Regions from separate parts of the Mus musculus genome. Here region 1 is linked to region 2. The links are chromatin contacts, called in public HiChIP or PLAC-seq maps. All regions are on one chromosome and are shown on one strand. Each heading gives the region's core, a stretch centred on a gene start, on an enhancer-like site or on the middle of the called end of the contact. The rest is flanking DNA. Distances are from core to core; before and after follow the strand shown. Region 1 overlaps Gys2 (glycogen synthase 2). Region 2 holds the start of Golt1b (golgi transport 1B).

Evidence for each region. HiChIP or PLAC-seq counts read pairs in DNA pulled down with a chosen protein or histone mark.
Region 1: a contact with region 2 is called in an H3K4me3 HiChIP or PLAC-seq map of the SCID.adh cell line, with 18 read pairs. The contact joins the enhancer-like site here to the promoter of Golt1b in region 2. A contact is called at or near these places in 2 of 39 promoter capture datasets (embryonic stem cells and macrophages), 5 of 484 Hi-C or Micro-C datasets (Th2 cells, brown adipocytes, double positive thymocytes and 1 more) and 8 of 115 datasets of contacts at active chromatin or transcription factors (the NIH/3T3 cell line, the SCID.adh cell line, T-cell acute lymphoblastic leukemia and 4 more).

What each region holds. Positions count from the first base shown.
Region 1 is chr6:142,454,084-142,458,268 of GRCm38.p6, forward strand. Gys2 (glycogen synthase 2) reads right to left here. Exons shown (of 17, transcript NM_145572.2): 5 at 2,206-2,350; 6 at 1,049-1,166; 7 at 339-459. Among named protein-coding and RNA genes, the nearest start is that of Gys2, 17 kb to the right of the region's middle. Within about 2 kb of position 1,713, at least 11 of the 459 cell types and tissues checked have an H3K27ac peak or open chromatin away from gene starts, as enhancers often do. A contact at or near this core is called in the SCID.adh cell line and Th2 cells, where this site is marked.
Region 2 is chr6:142,385,736-142,390,109 of GRCm38.p6, forward strand. It overlaps Golt1b (golgi transport 1B), which reads left to right and starts at 1,508. Exons shown (of 5, transcript NM_025872.4): 1 at 1,508-1,634. The coding sequence starts at 1,610. It overlaps Recql (RecQ protein-like), which reads right to left and starts at 1,352. Exons shown (of 15, transcript NM_023042.3): 1 at 1,287-1,352.

The sequences.
Region 1 (4,185 bases), core at 463-2,962, 69 kb after region 2:
AGTACTTTTAAAGCATAGACAAGGATGCATGCGAGTGACATACGACTCCAATATGTAACTTGAGTGGCAGAGTCAGTTCCAGAACGATGTTGTCATTTTAAATGTTTTGTCGCATCTGAGCACAGCTCAGATATCTGCTTCTAGGAGTCTGCTTTCTCTTCCATGATGTCGGTTCTTGCCATGGAAATCAGACTGGGTAGCAGACACCTTTACTGGCTGATCCATTTCACCTGCCCAAGGTGATGTCAAAATCAAATGCCCTGGAAGCCAGTTCTTCACGCCTCACAGCAGAAAGACCTTCTCCTAGAACCCTGTGCCACAGCTCAGAGCTTCCTTACCCTCAGGAGGAAATTAAGCCTGGATAAGGACTCCAGGAAGATGTCTGCTCCTTTGTTTGAGAATTCATATCTCCCAGCAATGAAGAGGAATAAAGTCTTCTCAAGATCAAAGTCCAGATGACTGAAACAAAACAAAGTGACTTCTGATAAAACACAACAACAACAACAAAATCTGCAGGAGCAAGAGACATCTGTGATAATGCTTGAAACCATCTTGAAAAATGTGTGTGCATGTGTGTCTGTGTGTGTCTGTGTATGTGTGTCTGTGTCTGTGTGTGTGTCTGTGTGTGTCTCTTTGTGTGTGTGTCTATGTGTGTGTCTCTGTATGTGTGTCTGTATGTGTCTGTGTTTGTGTGTGTCTGTGTGTGTGTCTCTGTATGTGTGTCTGTGTGTGTTTGTGTGTGTGTCTGTGTGTGTTTGTGTGTGTGTTTGTGTGTGTGTCTCTGTATGTGTGTCTATGTGTGTGTCTGTGTTTGTCTGTGTATGTCTGTGTGTGTGTCTCTTTATGTGTGTGTGTGTGCCTGTGTGTACACTCCCTTGGAGGTCAGAAGAGTTCATCAGAACCACCCCTCTCTCCAGGCTAGACTTACACGTGGTTGTGAGCCACCTGATGTGGGTGCTTGGGACCTCACAAGGGGAGCGTGTGTTCCTCGCACCTGAGCCACCTCAGTAGCCGTGGTGCTTTTATTTCTGATTAAAGGAAAACATACCCATAGAAATGACCTCGAACGAAATCCTGTATCCTGGCCTTGTACATGGCGTGGAGATTTTGAAATTCATGCACTGCAGAAAACTTCTTAACATTCAAACCATTTGGAGTCACTACATCTGGAAAAGCAAAATAAAACCATGGCAACTCTTTCCTGAGTAGGAATGCACTCCCTCTGTCACCTTTAATACCAGGAGTGGTAATAAACAAAATAATTAATAAATAAATAAGATTTAAAAACCCTGAATTTGGTAGTTTCTTTAAAAGGCAATTTTCAGTTAGTGTGGGAGGGCAAACACAGGCAGTGTGTGGGTGACATGAAGTAGCAGCTGTGGTTTGCTTTTTTAAGGCAGAGAGAGACAGAGAGAGAGACAGAGAGATAGAGAGAGAGACAGAGGGGCGAGGGGAGAGGGAGAGAGGTAGAGCCAAAGCGCGTGCACAATCTCAAAGAGGGGCCCTGTGGACAGAGAGATCAACAGAGAAATGAGGTCATTGGTAGCCAGGGAGCGTGAGAATGAGTCGGCGTTGGTTGGCTTCTGTCAGTTTACTAGCATATCTGAGAAGAGAGAATCACAGTTGAGAAAAATCCCTCTGTAAGATGGTCTGTAGGCAACTCTGAGGTGCAGTTCCTTGAACAGTGATTGCTGTGGGAAGGCCCAGCCCATTGTGGGTGTGGCCACCTATGGGCGGTCAGGGTGGTATAAGAAAGCAGGCTAAGTGAACCAGGAGGAACTGGCTGGTAAGCAGCATTTCTCCATAACCTCTGCTTCAGTTCCTGCTTTGAGTTCCTGCCCTGACTTCCCTGAGTGATGGGCTGTGAGTGATCAGGATGTGTGAGCTGAAACAAACCCTTTCCTCTCCAAGTTGCTTCGGTTCTGGTGTTCATGACAGCAGACAGTCCGAGACAACTCCAAATCCAAGGGGAAACTGGGAAAGAAAAAGAACCCAGCCCGGCCCATTGTGCTGCCACTGTTCTCTCCTTGGGCTCTTATTTTCCACTTGTATTTGCTTTATTCGACAAAGCTTATTTATTTCTTGAAGACCCCACCTCTAGACACCCAAGTGGTCTCTGACAACTAGGAAACCGCAGGTGAGAGCACAGCAATTAAGCAAGGGTGCTGCATGTGTTAGGGTGGCAAACCCAGCCTCTGTCATTACCAGGCTTCCTCTTCAGCATGTGCTCTGCCTCGATGGCTGTGATTTCTGACACTGTGGTGAACACGTGCGCACAGTGCACGGATGCCCGCTCCATGCAGTAGCGGTGGTATATCTGCCTCTCCCCGGCCTCTTTGTCAATGTCGAACTGTTGAAGACAAACACACGTTCCTTACAGGACCCCCTCCACATGCCAAGGTTTTCCTCAGAGCTGATTGAAGTTGTAAAGACCCCATTAAAGGACTAGTGGATATTAAGCCACTGGCTAGAGTATAAAATTGGTATTTTTAACAGCACTGTTCACTTCAAGTCTGAGAAACGGCTATTTCATCACCTATAAAAATTTGATATTTGTTACATGTTTTCTTACCCCACAGTTCATAAGTGTAGGGATAATTCTAACCTCCAAGGATTTCTTTCTACATTTCCCATAAACAGTGAAGCAGAAAATAAAATTTAAAAAGGTTATTAAAACAAACGTGGGGCTGAATAATGACTGTAGTTAAGAGCACTGTCTGGTCTTGCACACAAGTTTGATTCCTAGCACCCAATGGCAGCTCACAACCATCTGTAACTCCATTTCCAGAAGACCAATGTCCTCAGAAGCCACCAGGCACACACGTGGTACACAGACACACATGCAGGCAAAACACCTACATACATAAAATTAAATTAAACATTAATAAAAATAAAACGAATCTGACAATAATCTTGACCCTGAAAGTTTGGAAATTTATTATCCTACTTAATCTTCTGAGAGAGAAAAAGTTGAGTATTTCTTTTTCCTTGGTTACATACTCCTTCTAAGTTAATTTCAAAGAAGTGTATGCTCATGCTAAATAGCAAATATGTCAGATGGTGGGCTCACCTGTCCTTTTGGGTTGGGTTGGTTTTGGCTTTGGTTTGCTTGTTTGTCTGTTTTTCAAAGCAGGGTTTCTCTGTAGCACTGTAGGCTGTCCTGGAACTCACTTCGTAGACCAGGCTGGCCCCCAACTCAGAGAGAATTGAATACCTCTGCCTCCCTACTGCTGGGTTTAAAAGCATGTGCCACCGCTGCTTGACTTGGTATCATCTTTTACTATATTTTTATGAGATTTCATAGTGCCCTCTAGATATTTTTAGCTAACAAACAACACACAAAACCCCAGAAACCAAGTCCTCAATAAGCCTTCTTTAAACTTTACTCAACCAGTGTCACATCTCACAAGGCTTCCGGTGACACCGGCAGTGTCTAAGGGAAAATAAGACTCATGTGTATCCAGAGCCACGGGATGTCTTCAGCAGTGTTCAGCGCTGCTGTTCACCCCGTGTTTCATCCTCAGGAAATTCGCTCATTTCACAGAAGGGGTAATAGAACCTTCCAGACCTCAGGAAACTTGCCCAACGTCACATTTACACTAGATGTCTTATTTGAGGTGCATAATCTGATATATTTAAATATTGCCTAAATCTATGTCTGGTGTGAGCACAGGATCCCTTGCTGTAAAAAATGCTTATGAATTTAACTCAAAACCTGATTTTTGGCTACTTGTTACCCGCAGTGGCTGGCTGAACAGTTCACGAGAATAATGGGCTTGAATTTCATATCACATATCTGAATATACTTGAGATATGTAACCATCATTAGAGGCATACAGATGTAGTTATTTCCTTCAACCAAAGGGTTTGTTGTAACTATAATGTGTCTGTCCCTAAATAAAACTACTCATTACACATTATTAGTTTTTTGGTTTTTTTTTATTGGCTGCGTGTCTATAAGACCACGCAGCAGTGCAGAGTGAAGGATCCTGTTGTCGGGCTAAGCTCCAAGTCTGACCTTCGCAGGACACGCTGCACTGCTCAGTGCCCATCAGAGAGAGCTGCTTTGCCCTCATTAGCTGGCTGTTACCATGCATGGTTTGCAGGTCTGCTCAGTCTCCTGCCTTTCTAAATAAATCCCTGTTGACTTTATGTAAAGCCTAGATCTTAGCACGGGCTGACCTT
Region 2 (4,374 bases), core at 258-2,757:
GGAGCTTACTCCATTTCTCTATAAAATTTGCTCACTTGCAGAGGGGGGGTGAGGTACACACTAGTACTCTTTTGGCTTAAAAGAATCTGGGACAGTTACAAGTGGAAGGAAACATGACTTATATTAAAATTTAAAGATTAAAACTTGGCCTGAACATTTAACTCCCCAAACTGTTATGTTTGCTCAATGACAATCTGTTACCATTACATAAAAACAAAATTAGAAAGCATGTTATATTTTGCTTAATTTTGTATTTTTAGTAATTATTTGGGTAGACGTGTAACCTGCCCAAAATTCCCTTGGAAGAACTTAGGTTTTCTGCCTATTTAAGTTTCAACAGTTTGCTAATTTTAAAGTCATTCGTACTCAGAACACAGGCTTTTTTTTGGGGTGGTGTTTTAGTTTTCTGTGTTAGGGGCCAAGGACCTCATTGTGTTCATGAACTGTTGTGAACAACTTTTTTGCTCAATCAATGACAATCTGTCACCATTACATAAAAGCAAAAAACAAACGTTTGAAAGTGTGTTATATATTGCTTAATTTTATATTTGCTAAACCTAAGAGTGCTCTCCAAAGACAGATTCTGCACCCGCCTATTCTCACTTGAACTGTTTCCTTTATCGAATTTGTACCCTTCCTGTGCATGGCTGTTAAGACAGATAAGCCCTGATTAAAGAGTAAGGACAAAACTAACGGACATTTAAGGATGGGTTTAAATCAAGACTCCTCCTTCCTCACGTATGAGAACATCTCCTTATCACTTCCTAGACTGATACTATTCTGCCCATGGACTCTAAGGTCCTGTATCATGGCAGAGCCTGAATCTCTTCACTTTTGTAAACAGCCTAGAAAAAAAAAAATGCCTTTTCCGGAACCTAAAAACAGGCGCTTTCTCTTCGCTTAGGAGAGATTCGGTCTAAGTTCATTTCCTGCCACTACTTCAAATATATATATATTTTTGGACTTTGCTGCCAATAACCTACCCCTTGCCTAAATTAGGCAACTTCACAGCAAAACATAGCGTAGCACGAAATATATCCAAGAACTAAGTTACAAAGAGGTCTGTCAGTCAAAAAACGTGAACCAGGTCCACTGTCATCAGTGCGGAAGGAAAACGCACGCTAACCCTGAGCGCATCCCTCCACCCCGCCGGCTCCACAGACGAGGCAGAAGCGCAAGCTGCGGCGACCAGGGCTCCTGAAAGCGATGGCAGAGACGACGCCCAGCTCCTATCCGCCCAGCAGACAGCCGCGGACCCACGCGCCGGAACCGGCACCACCACGAACCTGTCAGCCGCTCCGCGCGTAAAAACCTTCCCGCCGCCCGGCATGCAGCGCCCACCCTTCCGGATCAGCCCCCTCCACCAATCACAAGCCATTGCCTTCTCTGATTGGCTGCGTGGTGCGGCGTCCGGGTGCACATCCGAACAAGAGCGCGTGCTATTGGTCTCGCTGCAGCCAATGGAGCGCGGCCTTGCGGCCCGGCGGCGGCGGCTGCGTGTTTCCGGAAGACGTGGCGGCTCGGGCCCGGGCGGCGTCGCCGAGGCTCTTCTCCGGACCAGGCTTCGCAGCGTGGGCCCCGAAGCACCGCGGTCCTCGCCGCCGCCACCATGATCTCCCTCACGGATACGCAGAGTAAGCGCTGCCGGGCCCCAGCGTTGGCCGGTGCTCCCGCCTCAGCCTCTGCTCCGCCCCGCAATGAATGGAGCGAGCGCGCGTGGGGCGGCGGCCCGCGGGAGGGAGGGGGCCGTGACGGGAGGACCGCCGACCTGCCTCGGCCCAAGTGCCGCCGCCGCCTTCGCCCCGGTGGCACCCGTGCTCTGTCCCACGGAACAGCCGTCGGACCAAGTTTCCGGGGTGGCGGGAATGGGACTGTCCGCCCGCGCGGAGCGCCTGCAAGGCTGGGGTGGGCTGGGGGCGTAGAGAGCCGTGATCAGACTCCACTGTTACCTACCTACCCAAAATTCCCTTAACAAGGACTTCGGTTTTCCGCTCGTTTAAGTTTCAACCAAGTTTACTAATGTTAAAAAGTCACTTTGTGCTCTGAGCATTGACTTCGATGGTTTAGATTTCTGGGTTAGGAGCCAGGATCACACTGTAGGTTAACGAGGCTGGCCTTGCGCTCATTGTGTCAGTGCTAGCCTTCCCACTTGTAATCCTGCCCCGGTCTCTAAAGTTATGAGATTACAAGCATGAAGGACTCTGCCTGTCTGTACTGGGAAAGGATTTCTTTATTAGTGTTGTATTCTGTACTTCGTGGCGTGTTCTATTTTAGCATCCTGTTTCTGCCTATCTCATCATTCTGACCAGCTTTGCAGTCTTCAGTCTTGCCTTTTTTTTTTTTTTTGTAGCCCCAGAGATTAGAGCATCTCAGCCAAATGTTTCTGCAGACTAGCAGAGCGTTATCCCTATCTCCATCGTTTTCTCTGTGACTTCATTTTTCTATGTTTTCTTATCAATCTTAATTATTTTTCTATTTATAAATTCTACCCAAGCTGGTTACTTTTTAAAGATATCTTTATGGGTATGACCTCTTTTTGCCTCACTTTTGCTCATTACCATGAACTTTGTTTCTTCAAACTATATTCACCTTAGCTTTTCAAGATTCTAACATCCCACTGAAGTGAAACAAAAACCTTCCTTGAAGTTATTCTCAAGTGGAGTTTGAAGATTTAGATTCAAGTTGTGGCACACTGGAGTGTCACAGGTGCTTTATGAGTCCCTCCACACCCTGGCAGTCCCCTCTGTCTTACTGTGGACTGCACAGCTACCTTCTCTAGCCCAGGGGTGTTGTCTATTGGTCCAGTCAGGCTCCTTTGGTTCTAGTCAGAAATAAAAGTGTCCCTTTTTTCCCTACTGTCACTAAGTCTTGTGAACCTGTTTCAGTTTAGTGCAACATGTAGTTATATAGACAAGAGTGATCTTAATTGCTTGTTTAAATGAGTTTTTTTAACATGCATGTGGGGACCAGAGTCACAGGATCCTCCTGGAGCTATAGTTACAGACGGTTTTTAGCTGCCTGGTGTGGGTGCTGGAAACCAACTTGGATCCAGAAGAGCAGCTTTTCTTACTTACACGTTTAATTCTTACACAAGCATGGGAAGGCATGGACCATTTATGAATTGGGACGTGTAAGACATTGAGTTACACACAAAGGCAGAAACAGCCATGGTCCTGGGATTTCTGGTTCACAAGCCTTTGCTCTTGTTACTGTAGTACTAGCTAGCTTCTGAGGAGACTTGATGTCAACATTCACATCTTGGGATGGTACAAGTCTGTGGTGTATAAATTACCCTGTGCACAGGGCAGAGAATGTCACTCTCCAACAAAAGTAACACAGTGAGGGATTGAATTCTGGGCAGAAGAAGCTGTTCTCCCCTTGTTTTACCACATTTCTTGGGATGGTGAAATTCTGTGATGTTCACTTGTTGATTTCTGAGGTGAGATGGTGAGTTATAGCCAGTGGTTAGGGAACCAGAGCTGGTCAAATTCAGATTAGATCTGTGTCTGTGTTGACTTCGAGGTTGAACCACTAGCAGCCCAGAAAGGTGCCAGCATGAGTCATGGCTTTCAGATGTTGTGAGGAGGTTGATCAAGCTCTGAGCAGTCGGGTAGATGCCAGTTCATGATGTGCTGAAGATTCTGTAGTATGCCCTCCCCCATACCAGCAAAGCCCAAAGAAATGCCAAGACTTACTCAAGGAGATGAAATGGGGGCAGCTTCCAGCTTACATCTGGATTGTCACATTAAGCAAAATGCTGCTGTGGTATTTGTTTTACTTAGTTGGACTCTTCTGTTTCCTAAAGGGTGTGATGAGGAAGGCGGGGCTGCTCTTGCTCTGTGAAGGTGTCCCCATCACTAAATGTCAGCTGTGATTGACAATGGGCTAAACTGGTCTTTATAAAATTTCTTCAGTATGTCTTTTCTTTATGTTAGCTAATATCTCAGATTGCTTTTATCAAGCTTTTTTTTTTTTATGGGCAGAAAAATATAAAGATAGATTATGTTTTCCCAAGTATGATACAGGCAGGAAGATCACTGCAGCATGTAGGCCTTTTGATTTCAGAAAACTTGCAGCTGGATAAGGATAGGGACAACGGAAAAGGTGGAGGTGAGAAAGGGGTGTGATAAGGGTTTGACCCATTTCATGGAGGATTCCTGGCAGCATTGGACTGGTGCCAGTGTGGTAAAAGAGTCTACAGGCAGCTGTCTGTCCCCTTCTGACCTGTATGTACTTCGTGAATCATGGCTCTAGTAGGATTGTAGAGTGAGAAGACTGGGTCTGTAGTCTCCCTGCTGCCTGTGGTGTGACTGATTCCCACACTAATGCTTGGAATCAGCAACCAGGAATGGGTTGCTCATCGGAAACTTGAGC